Regions from separate parts of the Mus musculus genome. Here region 1 is linked to region 2. A link is a contact called in public HiChIP or PLAC-seq data. All regions are on one chromosome and are shown on one strand. Each heading gives the region's core, a stretch centred on a gene start, on an enhancer-like site or on the middle of the called end of the contact. The rest is flanking DNA. Distances are from core to core; before and after follow the strand shown. Region 1 holds the start of Fam171a2 (family with sequence similarity 171, member A2). Region 2 holds the start of Etv4 (ets variant 4).

What was found. HiChIP or PLAC-seq counts read pairs in DNA pulled down with a chosen protein or histone mark.
Region 1: a FOXA1 HiChIP or PLAC-seq map of pancreatic cancer cells shows a contact between it and region 2. The contact joins the promoter of Fam171a2 here to the promoter of Etv4 in region 2. A contact is called at or near these places in 1 of 484 Hi-C or Micro-C datasets (embryonic stem cells) and 1 of 115 datasets of contacts at active chromatin or transcription factors (pancreatic cancer cells).

What each region holds. Positions count from the first base shown.
Region 1 is chr11:102,445,086-102,450,250 of GRCm38.p6, forward strand. It overlaps Fam171a2 (family with sequence similarity 171, member A2), which reads right to left and starts at 2,578. Exons shown (of 8, transcript NM_199200.2): 1 at 2,313-2,578. The coding sequence starts at 2,430.
Region 2 is chr11:101,783,482-101,788,699 of GRCm38.p6, forward strand. Etv4 (ets variant 4) reads right to left here and starts at 1,829. Exons shown (of 13, transcript NM_001316365.1): 1 at 1,627-1,829; 2 at 1,036-1,146; 3 at 749-842; 4 at 486-533. The coding sequence starts at 1,095. It overlaps Gm39392 (a long non-coding RNA gene), which reads left to right and starts at 1,840. Exons shown (of 3, transcript XR_880221.3): 1 at 1,840-4,110; 2 at 4,419-4,577; 3 at 4,772-5,218.

The DNA of each region.
Region 1 (5,165 bases), core at 1,328-3,827, 660 kb after region 2:
GCCCAAGGGAAAGAGTGTGCAGGGACTGGGACGCATAAACATTTAAATTTCCAGGCTATCTGTGAAACCCCCCCCCCGTCCCCCACCTCCCTTCCTCCAGGGTAACCTGGCCACTCTGGCCCTGAAGGCGAGGTGCTTGGGTTTGGGTGGGTGATGAGGACTTAAATTACTCTCATGGATTTCCACAGGTCGCCTCTGCCATCTAACCCTTTCCACTCAGCACCCGCTTCTCCCTCAAGACTAGGCCCCGCCCCCGCCTTCCTAATGAGCATCATAGATTGGGAGACAAGTGGAGGATGCACTGGATGCTGGGGGAAATCCCAGGTAGAGAGGGAGCCTGGAGCCTGGAGCGGAGAGAAGAAGGGGCGGGGCTGGGGGGCGTGGGCAGCCTCAGAACCTCAAGGCCTTTCACCGACTTGACACTCCACAGTGACAGGTGTCTCTTCTCAGGCTTCCAAAGCAGGATACCACGCCTGGTCCTGGCATCCCATCCAGCTATTCCCAGAGCCCACCTCCCTCTCCAGGATAGGCCAGAGTCTAGCTTGTTAGGGTGGGGCACCCACTCTGCCCACTCCCACGCTGGCTCTCCAAGGAGTGGCAGTCTCCTGCCCCAGTAGGAATTCTGAGAAGCTAAAAGAGTCTGACTGCTCCCAGCCCCATTCTAGGCTTAGGAACAGCTGGAGAAAGCAGCTGGGAAGAGAGGATCCTGGAGTCTGAAATTTTGTCACTTGAGGGAAGCCTTTTGGCTCAAGGGCCAAAGCCTCAAAAGAGGTAGAGGAGGGACCTGGGAAACAAAACAGAGGTGGGCAGGTAAGGCCGGAAGGAAAGTCAGCACCAAGCTGGGAGGTGGGGCAGGTGTCTAGCAGACTCCTTTCCCTGCTTCCCCACAGCCTGGGCTCCCCGCCAGCTGCCTGAGAGAGCCCCTTATTCTGGCTGTATTCCAGCCAATTCCCTGGGCCCTTCCTCCCTCCCCTGGGCCTTGGAGGAGGAGAAGCTTCTTAGCTTGGGCCTCTTCTCTGGGAGATTAGGGGAGACTGAGGCACAGGAAGATCCCTCCCCACCCTCAAAGCTTGGCATTCCATACAGTATCTGCATCTCTCCACTTGGCTAGCCCTGCCTTGTTCCAGGAGGAAATCCGACCTCCTTCCTTCATCCGGACCCTACTTCCCTCAACCAGACCCCCGCCTTCCGCCTTTCCTGCTAGCTTCTGGTGTGTGTGTGTGTGGGGGGGGGGTGGCATAAGGAGCAAAGAACACTGTTTCAGGATGGAACCGCAGGCAGGGAAGGAAGAGCAATTGTGGGGTGGTGGCGCAGGAACCAGAAAGGTGGGAGAGGGAAGCAGGGATGAGGAGAAGAGAGGCCCAGAGCACCCACGAGTGAGCTGTGGAGTCAGGGTGTCCAGCTCCCAATGCAGGGGCCAGCTCTACCTTCACCTCACACACCCATGTGGGCCAGGTTAGGCGTTAGGAGGGTCAGGGTCTCCTTTGGGGGCGGGGGAATGAGTGAAATGAAGAAGGGAAGCTGGTAGAAGAGAGTAGTAGCAAGAGACAGGCTGGACAAGGACCCAGACACCTGCCCTCTCAGCTGGTACTGCCCACAGCTAGCCAGCCAGCTCAGCATGGCTCCGTGACCACAGCCCTGCCATGCGCCTTGAGCCGGGAATCACAATAACGCCTGTACTCGCCCCCCCCCTTCCAAATGCATCCCCTCCCTCTAGCATGAGCTGATCAGTGTTTATTCGGTGAGCCCCAAATTCTAAACCTGGGGGGGGATTGGCTAGAAGCTGTCAGGCTCCTGGGTGAAAACCCCATTCGAGCAGTCAATCCCGCCTACAGCCTCACCCACTCCCCCTCTCCCCTCCCCCCTCGCAGCCCAGCTCTAAGCTCCCAGCCCCAGTCCGGCCAGGGTGGCAGCCGATGTCTGCGCCCCCACCCAGCCTGGGTCGCAGCTAGGGACCCGCGGGGGGCTGCGGAGCCGGCGCCCGCCCCAGCCCGCCCCTGGGCGGGTGTCTTCCGCAGACAATAGCTCTGGCTGCAGTGCCTCGCGGACCAGGAGGGAGAAAAACAAGTCGGAGGAGGCGGCAGCGCCGAGCCTGGAGACCCTCGCCCTCTCCATTGTGTCTCCCCAAGACCCCCGCAGCAAACAGTCCCCCAATCTCTCCCCCAGAAGCACCGATCTCAGGTCGCCTTCCCCCCGCCATCCTGGGAGCAGAATGCATCCCAAGTCACTAGCACCGTGAAGAGGGGGCCAGCGGTGGCAGCCGATCACAGGGTACAGGCCCACGATCGCCGCCCCTCGAGGCCGATACTCACCCTGCGGGCTGGGGGGCTCCGGCGGAGACTTGCCGGGAGCCCGGGAGGCGCCGCCGAGCAGCAGCCCCAGCAGCGGCAGCAGCCGCGCGAGGACGCCGGGGCCACTCGGCGGCGGCATCGCGGGGCTCGGCCGGGCCCTAGCGGTCCATCGTTGCCGCCCGGCCCTGATCGGCCGGCCCCGCTCAGCCCCAGTTCTGCACCGCTCTGTGCAGCTCCGGGTTGGGCTCCCGCTCCGGCTGCGGCGCCCGCTCGGCGCGATTGTCTCTGCCCGGAGCGGCCGCCAGCGCCCCCTGCAGTCGACACCCGGCACGGCGGGCCAGCGGGCACCGCCCCCTCGAGGCCCGGCTCTGCCTGCAGCCCACCCGGCAGCCCCCACCCGGTAACCCAAGATTCCAGACAGCAATGGAGTGCAGCGATTAGGGGGCAATTACCCGGGTTGGGGTTGGAGAGCTCTTGAGATGTGGTGTAAAATTGAGGGGTAGGAGAATGGCTATTGCCTACTCCTAAGGGCTGTAGTTGGAAAGAGTGAGAATTTTCTTCTCCCACACCGAGAGCTCCGTAGTGTTGAGGAGGCTGCGGTCTCCATCCAACATTGGGAAGCTGACCTGTGGTCATGTCAGCCTCCTCCCCCGCCCCCCATGACTTCCATTCAGAAACAGGCAAGACAAGTTCCTTACAGCCTTCTTAGCCTCTCTTGCTTTAAAGAGGATGGTCTGAAGTTCAGAATGACCTCGAACTCATGGCCCTTTTCCTGCCTCCGCTTCCAGAGTGTTGGGATTTCAAATGCAAGCCGCTATATTCAGCCTCACTTATCCTTTAAAGTGACAATCATAATAATCTCTACCTAGTAACGTGGTTGAGATACCAAGGTGTGTGTGAGGGGTGGTTCGGGGTGATGGTGGAGGAATGCCAGGCACCTTTTATCCCAACAGGAAGAGCTCTGTGAGTTCAAGGCCACTTTGCTCTACATAGCCAGTTCCTGGTCCTCTGACACAAGTCTGACAGGTGCACCGGTGCAGTAAGTGGTGCTATTGTTGGCCGGGGAGGGGCTTGCCTCCCTTGGAGTAATAAGACCTCCTTCTGGAGGAGACATCTGGCTAGAGAGGTTTTGTAGAAGTGGAAGCAGACGCCTCCCCCCACAAAAGAATCCCATTGGTTCCGGCATCCTGATTGACAAACTGGATCTTCCTTCGCTGAACCCCATGTTTGAAGACAAGCTCCCAAACAACCTTTCTCTCCTTATCGTTTCTGGCTGTCACTATCCCTTAGCTTCTGTTTTGCGTCGTTCTCTCTGCCCAGTCACCTCTTCAGCACAGCCTGCTACCCAGGAGACCTATGACAAGGATGGCTTCCCCTAGGGGACGCAGCAGGCTTCCCTCTGACTAAGTCTCTCTACTTAAGGGGGCAAAGTCACCAGGTCTTTCCCTTCATCCCTTCCTTTCCTCTTTCCCTCTTTTCCTTCTTTCTTTCTCCTCCCCTCATTTCCATCTGTTTCCTCTTCCTCCTCCTTCTTCTCACCGCCCCCGCCCCCCACCTCAGACCCTGGAGTAGCCAGCCAAGGGTAGAGGGGATTGCACGCAGCATCTCTTCCTTTTTAATAGAGATTTCCGTGTAACCATATTTCCCAGTTCTGTGCTTATGTAACTTTTTTTTTTTTTTTTTTTTTTTTTTTGGAACCTAAGTGCAGGCTTTAGCGCTCTTCCTTGGTGAATTTCATCGTGTTGGTCTCAAGCCGACTTCACAATCTGTCAGAGCTCCCTGGAATCTGCCTTGCTTGCCCACTGTATTATCCCTGTGCCTGCCACAGCCAGGAGTTATCTGTGGGGCAGAGAGGCTACTGCTGCCTTCGTTCAAGGATCTCCTGATGTCTCTAGGCAGCCCAGAGTTGACATGGAGCTGAGACACCCCAGAGAGACCCCCCCACCGCACCCCAGTTTTATCAGGATCATTCAGATCTAAAATCCCAGCCACTACAATCCCGCTCACATTTCTCTCGTCCGTGAGGCCCAAGGCTAAAATGCTTTGCTGGGATCAAGATAGGTGGTCTGGGCCATTCAGTTGCAATGACTGACTGACTCCAGAGGAAATTTGGCTGGTATTCAAGGATCACGGCTTAATCTTTACTTAGATATTCAGTCACCCAGCTAGAAACCTGTTCTGGAACTTGCCATGCATGGATGTCAAATCATTGTTATCAGGATTTACCATTTTACCCCTCTGGGTACAATCAAGTATGGGCTCTGGTGAGGTGAATATATGCACCTCTTCTGTCCCTGGACACGTAGCATTGAATTCAGTGTTCAAGGCGTGTCTGCTCAGCCACCACCCCTGCCTCCCTAACAAACAAGTACCCCAGGGCCCTCCCCACCCGGCTCCAGCCTCAGCAACTCCCTCTTTGCCAGAACTTGCCCCCTTGTTACTGGCAGAAATTTTTTTTTTCTGAACACTTTGCTCCATGCAGGGAACGGCTCTTTCATTGCCTCAGATCAACCGTCAGAGCCCTGTCCTTGACTACCTGGCTTCCCTTTGAAGACTTCGGGAAGTGGCGCCTCCACCAGCACCCACTGATATCTCCTCACCACTCCCCTCCTTCCATGCCTCCTTCCGCCTCACCTCACCTCTCCTCTTCTTCTTCTCCTTCTTTTTTTCCTAAGATTTATTTATTTATTTTATGTATTATGAGTACAATTATAGCTGTCTTCAGAAGAGGGTGTCAGCTCTCTGACAGATTTTTGTGTCATTACAGATGGTTGTGAGCCACCATGTGGCTGCTGGGAATTGAACTTGGGACCTCTGGAAGAGCAGTCAGTGCTCTTAACCATTGAGCCATCTCTCCAGCCTCCCTCCTCTCCT
Region 2 (5,218 bases), core at 579-3,078:
GTCAGTAAATTGGCCCTCGGAGTTAGGAAGAAGTGAAATGAAGAGAGTAAAAAACCAAGCAAGGTTCCAGCAACTCCAGAAGATAGGTAATAAATTACTCCTTATTCCTCCCGTTTCTCATTGCTCTCTTTCAATACCTCAACACCCCAACACTACACCTAGGCCAGGAGCCTCCTGCCAGACAAACTCTGCAAATGAAATTTTCAACTAGGAAAAAAAAAAAAAAAAAAAAACGGGCCTTGGGCCAAAATCCATTCAAATAAGCAAATACCCCACACAATAGTCTGATTCATCCCCAGGCCTAGTTATACAAGCCTGGCTCCGGGCGAGAAAATAAATATCGATATGTGTCCACACTGGGCACCGGGGAGAGTGACATGGTTAGGGACTGGAGAGATGGGGTTGAAGGACTCCTTGAGACAGACAAGAACCCCCCGCCCCCCATGTCCCACTTCTAATTTTAGGAAGGAAACAAAACTACTCACCTTCTGCGAGCCACGTCTCTTGGAAGTGACTGAGGTCCTGGAAGAGATCTGATGGGTGAATATTGGATTGGTGAAGAGGTGGCGATAATATGGGGAAGAGACCTGGCGAGCCCGGGTTACAGCCTCCCCACTGGTGATAAGGGACGGAGAAGAATGAGTGGTTTGACTTTTGGGGAAACGTGGGTTGGGGAAGTCCAGGATAAGGCTTTGGGATGGATGTACGTGGATTAAGCAGAGGGGTCGCAGTTTGTCTGTTTCTTTACCTTCTGAGTCGGAAGGCGGCAGGGAGCCCGGGTCCATGAGCTTTCCCTGCGGGACCATCAGCGCTTCGCCCAAGCTCCCATTTCCGGGAGATTTCTGCTGGAAGGAGGGGGGAAGAATGCCCCCGAATCACCCTGAGGAGTCTAGCTTGGGGTTGGGGGTGGGGTCCCGGGGTGGCTCAGGGGCCAGGCGGTCCTGGACCCACTGAGACCCCCCGGGAGGGGGCTGCGGGGCGAGTAGGGGCGGGGTGCGGGGCGGGGGCGGGCGTGGAGGCCGGCGCGGCGCTCACGCTGCAGAAGGTGTAGGGCACTCGCTGGTCCAAGTATCCGCCTTTCATCCTCCGCTCCATCCGGCCGCTCCCTCCGGCCACAGGGCCGGGCCCCCGCGCGGAGGCAGAGACCTGGGAGGGGGGAGGCAGTTCGCACACGGTCCCGGGAGCGCTGCGGGGGGGAGGGGGCGATCGCGAGGCTTTGGATCGGACAGCGAAACTTCTCCGACTCGCTGGGACCTGCGCGGCCGAGCGCCTCCACCGCCACTCCTCTCCCGCCAAAGGAGGTCCCACCTGCTCCCTTGAGCTGGGGTTGGTGTGTCTGCTTTCTGCAGCCCTGCTCAGCCCGAACTGGGTTACATAAGACGTGTGTGTGCGTGTGTGTGTGCGCGCGTGTGTGAGTGTGTGTGTGTGTATGTGGGCGCGCGCGCGCGGCGCACACCATTCGCACGCCCATAACTCAGGCGCCCCCTCCAGCCTCGAATCCCGACGCCTCCCACCCCCGCCCCGGAATGTGCGGAAGCGGGCGCCGAACAGAGAGAGTGTGGTGTGTGGGAGATGAAGCGGGGAAATCACAGACACTCTCCCTTCCTTCCCCTTCCGCAGCTTCACCTGAGGTCCGGGCGTCTGTGCCGGAGCCGCGGGGGGATGCTCAGCATGCCCGGGGGATGACACAACTAAGGTGGCGGGGCTAGGCCGGAGCGAGGCGGCCTGAGCCCCGGGTCCCCAGAGCCCCGGCTTGTTTTCCGGGCGCAGCAGACAGTTGTGAGCCCGGGGGAGCAGCTGATTGGTGCATTTCCTTTGCCTTGGCCTCCGTTCTCGCTCTTCCCCCGCCCCTCCCCACCGGTTCCCTTTGTTTCATTGACTTTTGTGAATGAAACCCCAGGGCCGGGCACGCCCGCCAATCCTCAGACTCGGCTAGCTGAGCTTGAGGGAGGAGTTTCCCAGCCACGAAGACCAATCAGAAAGTAGGGGCTGGCTCCTGGCTTCATTCACTTTTTGGACTTCCATTCATAAAAAAATAAACTCCTTTCGGCTTTAGTTCATTCATAAAGAATTGAGAAAAAAAGACGGAAGCTGAAGACCCGGCAGCTTCTCCACGGGTTCCAACCTGGGTTTTGGGTCTAAGGACCCCTGAGCTCCTTCCGCTGGCGTTAGCTCACGCCTCTGTGCATCTATACTTACGTGGGAGTGTGAACACGTCTGTGTGCCCTGGGGGGAGGGGGAGGCAAACGGACTTGTGCGCCCAGAGGAACCATAATAACTAGCATTTATGAAGCGCTCTGCCTCCACGTGCTAATTTCCTTCCCATAACGTGGTGCTGCGGAGCGGTTTCCATTTTACTTTACAAATGAAAATGGAAGAAAGCTAAGAAAGACACCATGGCCTCCTCACCTGAGGTAACTCAGCTTGTCACTGAGGGGCATTAGCGTTTCAAAGCCACCAAGGTCTTCTGTGCAGCCCTCTGAGACCCCGAGCTACTTGAAAACAAATGGAGGCACAGTTGGTGCTCAGTAAATGTAAACTGGCTCAAACCGGCTTTCTCACGGGTCTGTGATCTGTAGAGTTGCTTATTCTGTGACCCGCTTTATCATTCATTCGAGGCTTTGCCAACAAGAGGCTCAAGGATGTCTCTCTCGCTGCCATCTTACTCCTTATGATAGGAAGCAGAAATCCCAAGTGACTTGGTGATCAAAAGACAGGATGGGTTCCAATTTTGTCCAAGAGGTTGATCTTAGTGTTTGTCATTCGAGCATCACTGCCTTCAGTAAATATCTGCTGTGTCAGACATGGTGCTGGGCGCCAAGCAAGTGTGAGAAAGACTACCTCCCTTGGGATCTGGGTTGCTTTAGATGCCGTCACAAGGACCCACAGGCCCACAGGGCTGCTTTCAAAGTTCATCTGTCTAACCAAACAGTACTTCTGAGAAAGAAAAGGTGCATGCAATCTCTTCCAGCCTGTAGGAGTCAGAGAAGGGACAAAAACCTTAACCCCCTGGCACCTGAACTGGGCTCTTTCTGCCACACAAACTCCTCCCCTTTACCTACCAAACTGTTCTTTAAAGTTTGAACCTGCTGCCGCTCTCCTCTAGGGACCCCCCTTTTCATGAGAGCCTGGGTCAGTCCATATATATGGTGAGGTATCTTTCATTCTCTTCCCTGTTAGAGAAATCCCTATATAGTTATGGGGATCTCTGCGGGGGCCCAGAGGAGGACTCCTTCCTTGAGCCTCGCTCGCACTCAAGAGTTGCACAAAATGCCTGTCAGGTGAACAGCTACAATAAAAAGCTAAGTAATGGAGTTTTGCAGGCACCCTGCCCAAGGAAAGACAGGCAAGCCCAAGCAAATCCCGGCTTGGGGCGGATGGAGCCAGTTTAGGGAGGGGTGTGAGTTCCTAGACCAGGAGAAGTGGGGGAGGAAGGCAGGCAGTTCTAGGAAAAGATCTCTGATGTGGTCTCCATGAAGGTTCAGGTGGGTCCCTGAGTGAGCACTGGGTGCTCCAGTTGAGGCCTGTCCGGGGCTGCCTGTCTGACTCGGAGTTCCTCCACTTCTCTGGAGAGCCCTGGCTAGTTAATATTTCCTCTGCTTCCCAGGTCTGGCAGAGACCAAAGAAGCCTACCTCCCTATCTCTGGCTCAAGCTATAGACCCAGCAAGAGAACCAACTGCAGCTGCAGCTACAGCTGCCACACCTGCCCTGGCCTGGGACTGAACACTCAGATGATGATCAATGATCAATGACATTTCTCCAAAGGGAGCATTGGGACCTCTTCTCCAATGGAGTCCAAGGTTGTTAAGCAGAGGAAGGAAGAGAGAGGCTGGAGATGTGGGTTAAGTGACATTGAAGCATCCAGCCTTGTGTGCACGCTTTTCACCAGTTCCTGCCGCCTGCCACCCTCACCTCATTTTACAAGAGGTGACAATAGAAACCCCCCCCCCCATTGAGGGTACTCCAAAGAGAGATCCTTTAAGGAGCACATGAGGACACTCCCAAACCTGACCTGACCAGCATCCCTCAGATGCAGGATGCTCAGGGCTCCTTTATGACTTCCGATGCTTCCTGCCTCCTCCAATACAGCTCTGGGGGAAGCTGGGCAGGTAAATATTCTCTTCCTCCAGTAGATTGGGGGGCTGGACTCTAACCTGTTTCCTAGGAATTTAAATTATAAAATGCAAATGTGGACTTTAGATATGTAAATTTTTATACAAAGGGAACCCACTGTTTGCCCTGGGAGCTGGGAGATCCCTGATACAGGCTTGGAAGAAAGAAAGCCTGAATGTAACTGGCAAGCTGGCTCTGAAGCCATCAAAGAGGCTGACTCTCCCCCACACAATTTTTATAACGTTTTTTTTCTTATTTTGCGTTATTTATTTTTAATTTAATTTTTATTTATGTGTTTGTGTAGGTTTGTGTGGGTACCTACAGAGGCCAGAGACACTGGATTTCCTGATGCGGCAGGTAACAGGCAGTCGTGAGCCGTCTGATGTAGGTGCTGGGAACAGAACTCAGGTCCTCTGAAAAAGCAGCAAGTGCTCTAGACTGATGCACCGTCTCTCAGCTCATGGTTTGTTGTGGCTTCCTTCCTTCCTTCCTTCCTTCCTTCCTTCCTTCCTTCCTTCCTTCCTACTTACCTTCCATGTTTTTGAGACAGGGTCTCTTCCAACTCAGTCTGACCCAGAATTCCTATATAGCTGAGAATGGCTTTAAAATGTTGATTCTCCTGCCTCTGTCTACTTACCGCTTGGTCTTTTGCAACAGGGTCAGATTCTGGGTCTCCCAGGCTGAACTTGTCTTCCTGGAATGCTGGAATTACGGGTGAGTGACACCACACCTGGCCCACATAGGCTTAGGGGAATGAATAATGGGGGTCTGGATTTGGTCCTTGGTGTTGTGTCAGCTGAGGGCATTCCGTGGGTAACCTGTCCAGCCTGACTGTCTGCAGGGACAGAGGTGTTTTTAGGCCTGGCTTCAGCAGAATTTGAAAAGCAGAGTTTCGGGCACTTAAAGGGGGAAAGCTGAGACAGATACCTAAGGCCCAGGGTTGAGACAAATAGGATCCCTTGGGTGTCCCCAAGGCTGGAACTTTCTCACCAGGGAGAATGAACCAGAGAGCAAGGTCTGGGGTCGGGTGGGGGTGTCAGATCCATTCCCTGAGCTGGTGATGGGTCAGTACCAGTAAACAAACAAACCAAAGCAAGGAAGCAA